3 separate regions of the Mus musculus genome follow, and regions 1 and 2 are each linked to region 3. The links are chromatin contacts, called in public Hi-C and promoter capture Hi-C maps. All regions are on one chromosome and are shown on one strand. Each heading gives the region's core, a stretch centred on a gene start, on an enhancer-like site or on the middle of the called end of the contact. The rest is flanking DNA. Distances are from core to core; before and after follow the strand shown. Region 1 overlaps Snrk (SNF related kinase). Region 2 holds the start of Nktr (natural killer tumor recognition sequence). Region 3 holds the start of 1700048O20Rik (RIKEN cDNA 1700048O20 gene).

What was found. Promoter capture Hi-C pulls out the DNA fragments that hold promoters and counts their contacts. A called contact is a pair of places that touch in the nucleus more often than the background predicts.
Region 1: a Hi-C map of stem cell-derived neural stem cells shows a contact between it and region 3, with 1.7 times the contacts expected there. The contact joins the enhancer-like site here to the promoter of 1700048O20Rik in region 3. A contact is called at or near these places in 2 of 39 promoter capture datasets (embryonic stem cells and hippocampal neurons), 12 of 484 Hi-C or Micro-C datasets (the N1E-115 cell line, brain, cerebral cortex and 5 more), 2 of 115 datasets of contacts at active chromatin or transcription factors (embryonic stem cells and pancreatic cancer cells) and 5 of 9 other capture datasets (adipose tissue, embryonic stem cells, liver and 2 more).
Region 2: a contact with region 3 is called in a promoter capture Hi-C map of pre-B cells. The contact joins the promoter of Nktr here to the promoter of 1700048O20Rik in region 3. A contact is called at or near these places in 3 of 39 promoter capture datasets (the C10 cell line, cranial neural crest and pre-B cells), 4 of 115 datasets of contacts at active chromatin or transcription factors (the 230-238 cell line, the SCID.adh cell line, extraembryonic endoderm stem cells and 1 more) and 1 of 9 other capture datasets (liver).

What each region holds. Positions count from the first base shown.
Region 1 is chr9:122,169,352-122,172,772 of GRCm38.p6, forward strand. It overlaps Snrk (SNF related kinase), which reads left to right. Exons shown (of 8, transcript NM_001357775.1): 8 at 1-351. Among named protein-coding and RNA genes, the nearest start is that of Snrk, 54 kb to the left of the region's middle. Within about 2 kb of position 1,655, at least 15 of the 459 cell types and tissues checked have an H3K27ac peak or open chromatin away from gene starts, as enhancers often do. A contact at or near this core is called in stem cell-derived neural stem cells, where this site is marked.
Region 2 is chr9:121,717,402-121,720,780 of GRCm38.p6, forward strand. It overlaps Nktr (natural killer tumor recognition sequence), which reads left to right and starts at 1,780. Exons shown (of 17, transcript NM_010918.2): 1 at 1,780-1,894; 2 at 2,058-2,144. The coding sequence starts at 2,087.
Region 3 is chr9:121,935,781-121,939,092 of GRCm38.p6, forward strand. 1700048O20Rik (RIKEN cDNA 1700048O20 gene) reads left to right here and starts at 1,495. Exons shown (of 5, transcript NR_033553.1): 1 at 1,495-1,539; 2 at 2,196-2,382.

The sequences.
Region 1 (3,421 bases), core at 405-2,904, 230 kb after region 3:
GCTGTAGCCAGGGACTCGTCCCCTAGCCGAGTTACAGTAGTGTATAATTAAATATTGTGGGAAAGTTAGTCTTGTATTTTTCTGTGTGTATATATATATAATTATGTACTTCTGGAATTCTATCTGTATTTAAAGATGTGACAATCTTGACACCAATTTTAATAGTCATGAGCCTGAACAAAGATGTCCTAGAGCCAGAGTTGGTATGTGCTGAGAACACAAACTTGTCAGCTAATTGGTCAGATGCCTCTAGTTCTGACCAGTCTTTTTCCTTGTGTGAACATTGACAGGTATGTGACAGATGGGAAATAATCCAATAATAAAGTGACATACTGATGTTCAGCAATAGAAGCCGAGTCTGTGTTCCTTTTATGAGACATGCCCAGTCCAGCACTAGGAGATGCGGTTTGCTTTCTGTGGGCCCTGCTCACTTGGTGGGGCTGAAAAAAACAGTTCTATCCACCGGTGTCAGGTGGCACCAGAGAGGCCTAGTTTACTATCCAAAGGGCAGCATTTCCTTTAAACCGTCTGGACAGAAGGAATCCAGAACTTAATTCTGTTTCATCTGCTTGTCCTCATTTGGCTGGTTCCTACTTTAGCAAACAAAGCCATTAGAACTGCCACACGCCCCCACAGTCTGCTTTGTATGTCCGCACGTGTTCTGCCCTTCCTTTACTGTGGTACCAAGGTCTGCCCTCTCCCTGGCAGCCATGAGGCCTGTCGTAGTCATTGGCAGCCACTCTAGCCAAAAGCTGCCCCACCTGCAGTCCACTTCCTCACATTGCTGGCACACTAGGTCCTCTTACTGCTGCATCCTGGCTCGGTGACTTTGCTGGTCAGCATAACCTTCATTTGCAAAATCCAGAAGACAGATCTTGGAATGACTTGAGAGACATCTCACGTGGTACACTATTTGACTGTAACACAATTCAGTCAGTTTTAGAGCATTCAATGGTTTGTGTAACTATTTCCATAATCCATTTTCACACATCCAAAACAAGGTCTTGTGGCAAGATCAGCTTGCTTTTTCCTCTGCTTTCCCACTGGTCTTCGGCAGTCACAGCCCAGGGTCCAACATCAGTTGTGTGAGAGAATTTGCTAAGTTGGGTTCTTCCAGCTAGAGATATGCCATCTTTCTAGACTCCTCTTCCTCTCTGCCTCAAAGAGATGAGTCAACGTTGACTTTAACTAACTGGTGCAAACTCAAGACCATAGGCCAGCAAGCCTTCCAGACATACCTATATCTCCCCCAGGAACACATACCCACCACCTCTGACTCAATACATAGATACATCTAGCCAGCATGTCACTCTCCCAAGCCTTTGGAATTCTTCCTGTCCTGGTGGTACTCGCTCCTCAAATGGCAACGGCAGAAGTTCTACGAACAGGAATTCTTAGTAGCGGCCTGTACTGGTTGCTTGTTTACCTTGGCTGACAGTTTAAAGGAGGCATGGTATGTTTTGGCTCGAGAATAAAGTCCACCATAGTGGGGAAGGCATGGAGGTGGGAGCTCGGGATAGCCATAGATTGTCATATGCATCTAGAGTCAGGAACCAGAGTGTGTGTGCTGCTGCTCAGCTCTCATTTGTCTGGCAATTAGGATAGGTTTGTCTACCTCAGCTAATCTTTAATTCCTCACAGACCTCCTCCTTCTCCCCAAGGCTAAATCTAGATAATCCTCTCAGGTAAGGACAGGATTGTCTCCTAGGTGATCCTGGATCCTACTCTGTCCCTTGCCAGCTTGGTATCCAAACACAGCACGTCTACCCCTTCCTTCCCTGAGACAGACAGGTTTGTGGCTGTCTCAATGCAAACTGCATTCAGTCTAACTTCAGAAGCCCCATAGTCTTTAACAGTTCCAGCATATCTAAAAGGTCCTGAGCCCGAGTCTCATCCGAAATGCAAAGCCGTATCAGCCATGAGCACCTGTAAAATGAACAAGCTTCCAGCACACAATGGTTCAGAGTAAACATCTCTGAACTCAGAGAGAAAGCAGGTGCATTGCCATCCTGAGCACAGCACACTGTTTTCATAGGACAGGCCCTCCATGAGGTTGGGTCTTTCCCTAGGGCTTCTTAGCAGGAGCACTGGTCTCCTTGGTGCTAATCTCCACAGCAACAGCAGTGCTGGTGTATGCATGCTCTTTGTCTGGGACTTTTTAATTTGCTTGAAATCTTTTCCCCCATCAAACTGAATTTTAAAGATCTTGCCCAGATTTTTGCTCATTTTTCACCATGGATATGTAAAACAGCAGCGTGGAATAGCTATGTCATAGCTTGAATGGTCTAATGTCTTGAAATTTCTTCCATCAAACAAATCAGTCCACTTAAGTTCATCTCAAGATCTTGGGAGATGGGTGATCTTTGCTAGAATATACTTTGAATAGCGTCTAGCCCAGCTCCTAAGGAAGTCATGTCTCTGGAACTTCATGAGGGGACCTCCACTGCCTTCATTTCTCTCAGTATACCTGTCTTCCAGGTTCCTTCCAGAATGACCCATCGATCCCCACTTAACAGGATTTGAGAGTTTTTCTGGCCCAAAGTTCCAAAACTCTCACATTTCTCCTGGAAAATAGTCCCAAAGGCCTCAGACCCACACAGATTGATCATGGCAGTGAGCCTACTGTTCTGCACTAATTTTGTTGCTGAGATAAAATATCTGATAAAAGACAGTTTGAGAGGAAGTCTCATTTTGGCTCTGTTTTTCTGCCACCCTGGCCATGAAGCCAAGATCCCAGCATCCTTCTGTGACTGAGTGAGTCTTTCTTAGCCTCTGTGTTGGTCCTGCCTGAACCTCTCCTGCCGGCACCCTGGTATGTGACTCCACCTTCACTCACTGAAAGTTCCCCAGGGTTTTCTACTTCTGTTGTCTGTTCTCTACCCAGAAATGTAAGAGGTCCATTTAAACTAAACCAGAGAAGTGGCTCAAAGGCCAAGAGCACTGCCTGCTCTTACAGACAACCTGGGTTCAATTCCCAGCACCCACATGGCAGCTCACAACCATCAGTGACTCCAGGCCTGAATGATCCAATACCCTCTTGTGGCCTCCTTGGGCAAGACACACATAGTGTACAGACATCCTGCAGGCAAATACCCCATACACGTACAAATAAATAAATCATTACATTGTGTTGTTTTACAAGGTGCTTAATTTCCAAGTATGGGGATTTCCCATCTCAGTCCCTGCTGAGTTTTCTAGCTGGATTCTGTCTTCTCATCAGAATACGATTACTCCAGTCTTTTTAAAAATACAAAACTTGTTTTCTGAAATGATGTGTAGCCTGGTTTGGTAACTTATTTTGTGTGACCGCTGGGTGTCCTACACCAGTTGGTTCTCCACGCAGCTCTTCTCTGCCCTCTATCGGCTCGCCGGCCCCACTTTGTCCTCTGTCCCCTGTCAGCTCGCCTGCCCCCTTTGCCTC
Region 2 (3,379 bases), core at 530-3,029, 220 kb before region 3:
GTTTTCTAAGAAACCAAAATTCTCACTATAGAGTCTCTCTTTGTGGTCTTTCCTGGAACTCTCTGTGTAGACAGACTGGCCTTTGAGTCACAAAGAGCAACCTGTCTTTGCCTACTAAGTGCTGGGTGCTGTGATTAAAGGTGCGTGCCACTATACCCATCGTAAGTGAGGACTCAACAGCTGAGCCATCTCTCCAAACACAGAGACAACATAGTAGAACCGATTTAAGCTTATCCCGGCTTATAAATAAATGAGTGGAGGGTAACTCCTAATGTACTCTTCTAACTGCTGTCCTGGCTACCTCCCTTGGGTGTACCCCAGATATGGACTGTTTTTTCTGGCTGTGTGCTCATCCTTTGCCTCCCCCCATGGGGGCTTCCTCTCTCCCATTCCTCCTTCTACACTTGGTCTCTCTTTTCTCCTTACTCTTCCCACCCAGGTAACTCAAAATCCACCTACCTCGAATCCCTCCAGTAATTGGCTGTAGCCAATTTTATTTAACCAACAGTTTTAAATTAAGGAACAAGGTACAAAAGCTTGGAAAGACGGTAAGTCACTCGTAGGTTTAGGTTTTTGGATATGGAATTTTGCTTTATGTAACAGACCCAACCTCAACACTGATTGTGATTAAAATTTTCTACAACAGCACATTTTTTAAAAAAGATTTATTTATTATATGTAAGTACACTGTAGCTGTCTTCAGACACTCCAGAAGAGGGCATCAGATTTCATTATGGATGGTTGTGAGCCACCATGTGGTTGCTGGGATTTGAACTCGGGACCTTCAGAAGAGCAGTCGGCGCTCTTAACCACTGAGCCATCTCGCCAGCCCCAACAGCACATTCTTATTGTGTACCTTTTGTTTTGAGACAGGATCTACCTAGCCCTGACTGGCCAGGAAGACAATATGTAGAACTGACTGACCTCAGACTGAGAGCCACCTACCTCTGCCTCTCGAGCCGCTGGGATTAAAGGCTGTGTATTATTGCTCACAGACTTTCCTTTTGTAAGGTTTTACTTTCTGTTTTGCCTGCATGTATGTCTGGGCACCATGTGCATGCTTGGTGTCCACGGAGGTCAGGGGAGCGCGATGGAAACCCTGAAACGAGATGGTTGTAAGCCACCATGCGGTTATTGAGCTGGGCTTTGAACCAGGTCCAATGCAAAAGCGGCCTCTAGACCATCTTAACTGCTAGACCATCGCTCCTGTCAACTGGTTTGGTTTCTTCACAGGTCTCAGGTATCTCAGGCTGACCTTGAACTTCTGAATCTCCTGCCTTTACCCACCAAGCGCTGGTGCGCAGGTGTAAACGCTACGGTTTGTGTTTTGCTTCGGGGTTTTGTTGTTGCCTTGATTTTTGTTTCCTTTCGTTGTATTTCTGAGAAAGCCTCAAGTGACCCAGGCTGGCCTCGAGCCGGCGGCCAGCCTCGTCTCACCCTGGCGGGCAAGGGAGGCACATCTGGCTCCATCTGGTCCTCGATTCTTTTAACGCGAGACAAACAGCGTGACCGCATCAACCACGAGAGAGAACAGGTCACCCGCCACGTCGGCCGGAAGCCTGGGATTCACCCTGCGTTCATCCACTGGCCACGCAATCAGAAATCTCGCGGTGCTGCATGAGTGAGCCGTGGTTGACAGCTCGCACACGTCTGCGCACTCGGGATTGGACAGGGGATCCTGAGGGGCGGGGCACGAGAGCCCTGGCGCGGACCGCCTACTCCGACCCCACACCCCGCTCGGCGGCGAGACGAACTCTCGCGACGCTTGCGTCCGGCCTCGCGAGCTCTGGCGTGGCGCTCGCCGGCTGGCCCTCACGGGGAAGAGGTGGCGTTCCGTTGGTGACGTTAGGCTCCGGCGGCGCCGGCAGGGCGTTCTCCGGAGCTGTGCGGCCAGGTGAGAAGCTCGACGGGAGCGCGGGTAGCCGCGGCTGGGGTGGGCGGGCGGGCGGGTGGGCAGGGTGGGGCGGCCTCTCGTCGGCCGCGTCCCTGTCAGGCGGGCCGGGCCCCGCCCCGCCCGGCCGCCCGCCTGCCCTCAGCGCCCTCCTCCCTGTCCGCAGCTCGCCGCCGTCCCGCTGCTGCGCTCGCGATGGGCGCCCAGGACCGGCCGCAGTGTCACTTCGACATCGAGATCAACCGGGAACCGGGTGAGCGGGGCGGGCCCCTCTGTGGGCCCGGGTCGGGGTGGAAGTGGACGCGGCGGAGCCGGAGCCGGAGCCGGGCGGGGGCGGGGCGGGGCGGGCTCGGCCGGCCAGAGCTGCGGAGCCGCCGCGGTCACGAGCCGGCCAGCTGCCCTCCGCTGTCCCTCGGGAGCCTTCCCGAGAATGTACTGGCTCCGGGAGACGTGGCTGGAGAGGAGAGACTGAAGGGCTTGTGCGGGTTCTGTAGCCCCGGGATTGCTCCTAGGCTGCGGCCGCGATGTTTGGTTTTTTTTTTTTTTTTTTTGGAAGTCCAGTGTGCAGCCATTCATTAATCCCGAGGCGTCGACGTCTCTGTGTGCAGAGAGGTGGCTGCTGCACACATCGGTGCGCACACATGTAAAGGTCGCGTGTGTATCGAGCAGGAACATGTGTACGGATGCGCGGTTCTCAACCGACAGGGATCTTAACTGGAGGTGTGTGGTGTGCGCCACGTCTTAGGTCGCAGTGGACTCGCAGGAGAGCTGCTTGTCCTGGGCTCTGGAAGGGCAGCAGTGACTAAAGCAGGGCTGCTGCTTCTTTTATGTTGACGTCCTGGGGGAAAGAGGCAGGAAGTGAAGGGGTAAAAACCGCATTCCCTCCAGTAGTGCTGTTTTAGTCAGGCGGTGAGCGAGAAAGGCCATCTTGAGAAGATGACATTTGAGTAGGTGCGAAGCCGAACCTGTGGAGGGACGCCTTTGAGAACTGTGCTTGGTAGTGGCAGCCAACGGTTAGCTTGGGTTCTGAGACAGCGCTTGTGTTTCTTGAGGGAAAGCGAAGGTCCCGGTCTGGCTGGAGTAGAGGGAACAGAATAAGGAAAACTCAGGCTCTAGGATAAAAGGAAGACGGTGACGGTTCTGAACAAAGGATTGGAGCGATCTTAAACGTTCTGTTTTTCTCATCTAACATTTCGACCCTGACTGTAGCTGCAGTTTATTTAGCATTTACCAAACTTACTCTGGAGATTTTTCACGGATTTTTTTTTTTTTTTTGCAAAACTAATGTATTAACATACTCAGAAAGTAATAGGAATATAACTGGGAAGTATTTTCCTCGAATAACCAAGGACCTGACTTTGATCCCCAACACCACAGATGGATGTCAGTCTTGAAAAGAATGTACTTAACATGGCTATACATCTTCGTTTAATGTCTTTTTTTTTTCAGGCGTCTTCTATTTTTAACCTTTTAAATTTTGTTTTGTTT
Region 3 (3,312 bases), core at 245-2,744:
CACACGGTGCACAGACATGCAGGTAAAACACCCGTACACATAAAATAATAAATGAGATATGGGCTATCTAAGCCCTTTGTCCTCTTCAGACTGAACCCCTTGATTCAGGACACCACCAAAAGTCATGGCAACAACATCTGGCTCCTCCAAAATCTCTAATTCCAAAATCTGTTCCATGGCAACATCCCAATTCAGCCCAAAGCAGCCCTCTGAAATCTATGCCTGAAGTCTGGCCCCATTGCTCTCCCAACCCATCACAAAACAAACGGCAGAAAATATCAGCTCTAGTGGCACCAAGTCACATTTAGTGACATCTTGTCCCCATGTGCCACACCTTAGCTGATGCCCTGATTCTTACCACCTGCCAGCTGAAATACCCTGCTCCGCAAACAGTGGCCTCACTGCAAGCTCAGCTCTCCTAGAAATGGCTAACCTCATTTTCTCATCTCTAGAGCCTCACATTACCTCTTTCCTGACCTGTAGACACAGGTCTATAAGTGAGGGGTGGGGGGAGGGCAGGTGCTCTGTGGAGTTGCTTATCCCTTGTCTCTGCATCTCTACTCTAACAAAGAAAAGTTGAGCATGAGTAAGAGATAGAACAGTATAAAGCTCAACCCCTCTCGGAGATATCAGAGGTGGCAGCAGGAGCCAGGCAAGCACGCCCATTGCTGGTGCTTGAGTCTGCATCTGGGAAGCCCAGTCTAAATAAGTCTACAAATTTTTTGCACCACTTTTTTTTTTTAATGTTAAATGTCTTTGTGGTACACAATGAGATCACTTAGTTCAAGCCTGGACTTCTGTTCAACTGGCCCTCAAGGTTTCTTGGAAGGCATCCATACTTTCTAAATGAATCCAGCCACATTCAGATCTTCCACACCTCTGACTCCTCCTATAGGTCCTTGTAAGTGGTTCTGCCCAGATGGCAGGGAAACCTGGGCCTTGGAAGCCCAGGAACCGCACAGTTCTGAGGGGGAAGGGTCAGGTATCCCAGTGGAAGGGAACCCTGAGACACGGCCGATAGGAAGCCTCCTCAGCAGAGGCATTGTAGCTCCCAGGGGAAGGTAGCCCTGCTCCACTTTCTCACTCGGTTCCATCTTTTTATTGCTTCTTGGCTTTTCCTGATGAGAGAGTCACGATAGGTGGAAAGTCTCATGAAAGAGATTTATTCAGGGTAAGGAGGGATGAATCCAGACATGGCTGGCTGCCCTCTGTTCCCAGAAGCAGACAGCAGAGAATTGGACAAAGGGCAGGGCTTATGTAGAATTTCTTAGGAGGCAAAGCTTTTCAGAGCAGAGATTTCCCGGATGAGGATTGGTGAGATTTCAAGTCCTGAGTTTGGGGAGCTCAGGGATTGGTGGGTTCTCCTGCTCAGGGATTGGTGGGTTCTCCTGCTCAGGGATTGGTGGGTTCTCCTGCTCAGTGATTGGTGGGTTCTCCTGCTCAGTGATTGGTGGCTTTTTTCCCCACCACCTTTTCCCTGCATTAGACCTATGGGTTAGGATGAGAGGTCCTTCCTGGCTGCAGGTGGCTTTGGTTGAGGTAGCATCTCTGTGGAACTGCTGGGGAGGTGGAGAGGAGGTGCTGCCACTGTGGACAGCTCCTGTGGGATAGATAGTTCCTAAGGCTGTAGGCTGAGGCAAGAAAGGTGTTGCCACCATAGACAACTCTTGAGGGACAGCTCCTGCTGATGGCGGGAAAGGGGATGAGCCTCCTGCAGACTGAGGAAATGTCCTCTTGCTGCCATTCTTTGACAGTTCCGGAGGGGCATCTTACTGGCTATAGGTTGGAGCAGGAAGGAGGGGCTGGCTGCCACTTGGACTGATTTGCAGAGTGCTTGCTTCTTCCAGACAGCTCCTGCTGAGGTGGGAAAGGAAATGTGCCACCTGTGTCAGTTGCAGGCAGAAGAGGTGTTGTGGAGACGTCATTTTTGACAGCTCCTGTGGGCATCTTGTAGGCTGGGACAGGAAGGAGGGGCGGGCCACCGCTTTGAGGGGTTTGTAGCGCTGCTTAGGAACTTCAGTTAGAAACAGAGAAAAGCAGCCTTGTATGGGTGAGCCATGTAGGGTGGGAAAATGTTTAGCATCTTCAATAGGGAGTCAGCCCTCCTGCTCCTAAGTTCACTTGGGCAGGTCCACTGCCCACTGCTCAGTGGAATAAACAACCTTTCTTCTTGCTCTTGCCTCCTCTCTGACGAGGTCGCTTTGTCAAGAAGCCTGACTCTCGCTAGACCACGCACAGCGCGATCAAGATTATGGGGTCCTCCAAGATTCCTAGAGAGACTCACAGAGGATTGGCCGGTCGGTGAGATGATGTATTTCCGGGCCAGGAATCTTTAAAACCTGAGAGCGTGGATGGTGAGAGGCCGTTAGAATCCCTCCGTAGGTGAGTGTGAGGAAACATGAGGAAGGCTTGGTTGGCATGGACCTGAGGGAGGGAAGGTGGTCCTCTTGGGCCCCAGGCTTGCCTACCGGGGTGCTGGAGAGAGGGGCGCGGTCTGAAATGGAAAGAGGGCGCTGTGGACGCGACGCCTGGGCGGGAAGAGGGCGCTGAGGGTCAAAGGCTTCTACAGCCTAACTACAGGGAGAGACATGGAGGCCCCAATGAGGCTGGGCAGGGAGGGTGACACCCGGGTCGGTGAGGAAGAGGCTTGGAGCAGAACAGCTTGAGATGCAGGCAGGAAGATTGTGCAGGAAAATGGCACAGTGGGCCTTAAGCAGGCGGACCTGAAGTGTAGGACAAGGCAGCGGAGGACATGGCATTTTTGTCAGGGTGTCTTCCATGACTTAAACCTTAGTGCTGCTGATTAGTGTGTTAATGTTAATTCCCAAAAAGGTATTTGTAAGAAAGCACCTAATGTGTGTTGGATCTAACAGTTTTCGATGTTTATATGAAAAATGTCTTGACTTAGCTCTTTGTACCGTCCTTTATACTCTTCATATTTTTATCTGTTAGATATCCATGCCACAGGCAGTTGTTCACATCTCAGGTATTATCTTCAAGCACAAATCTCGCCCATCCACTCCTCTGAACGACAGCAGGCTTACTTTCTAATTATTAAAGGATGAATTTACCCAGAGCAGAAAATATAACTAAGAAACGAGACTGCTTTGCTTCCCTGTACTAGAATATTTGAAATCATATTGTGAAGTTCATAGATTTCTTTAACAGGATAGTGTTTTCCTTCTCACTGCTACTGTTATAAAATTGAACAAATATACCACAATCTCTAGCCAGAAAACATAAAAATATTCCTAATAAACCACCTTTAAATTGTTTGACTTGCTTTACAAAAAAAGATAGTAATTATTATTA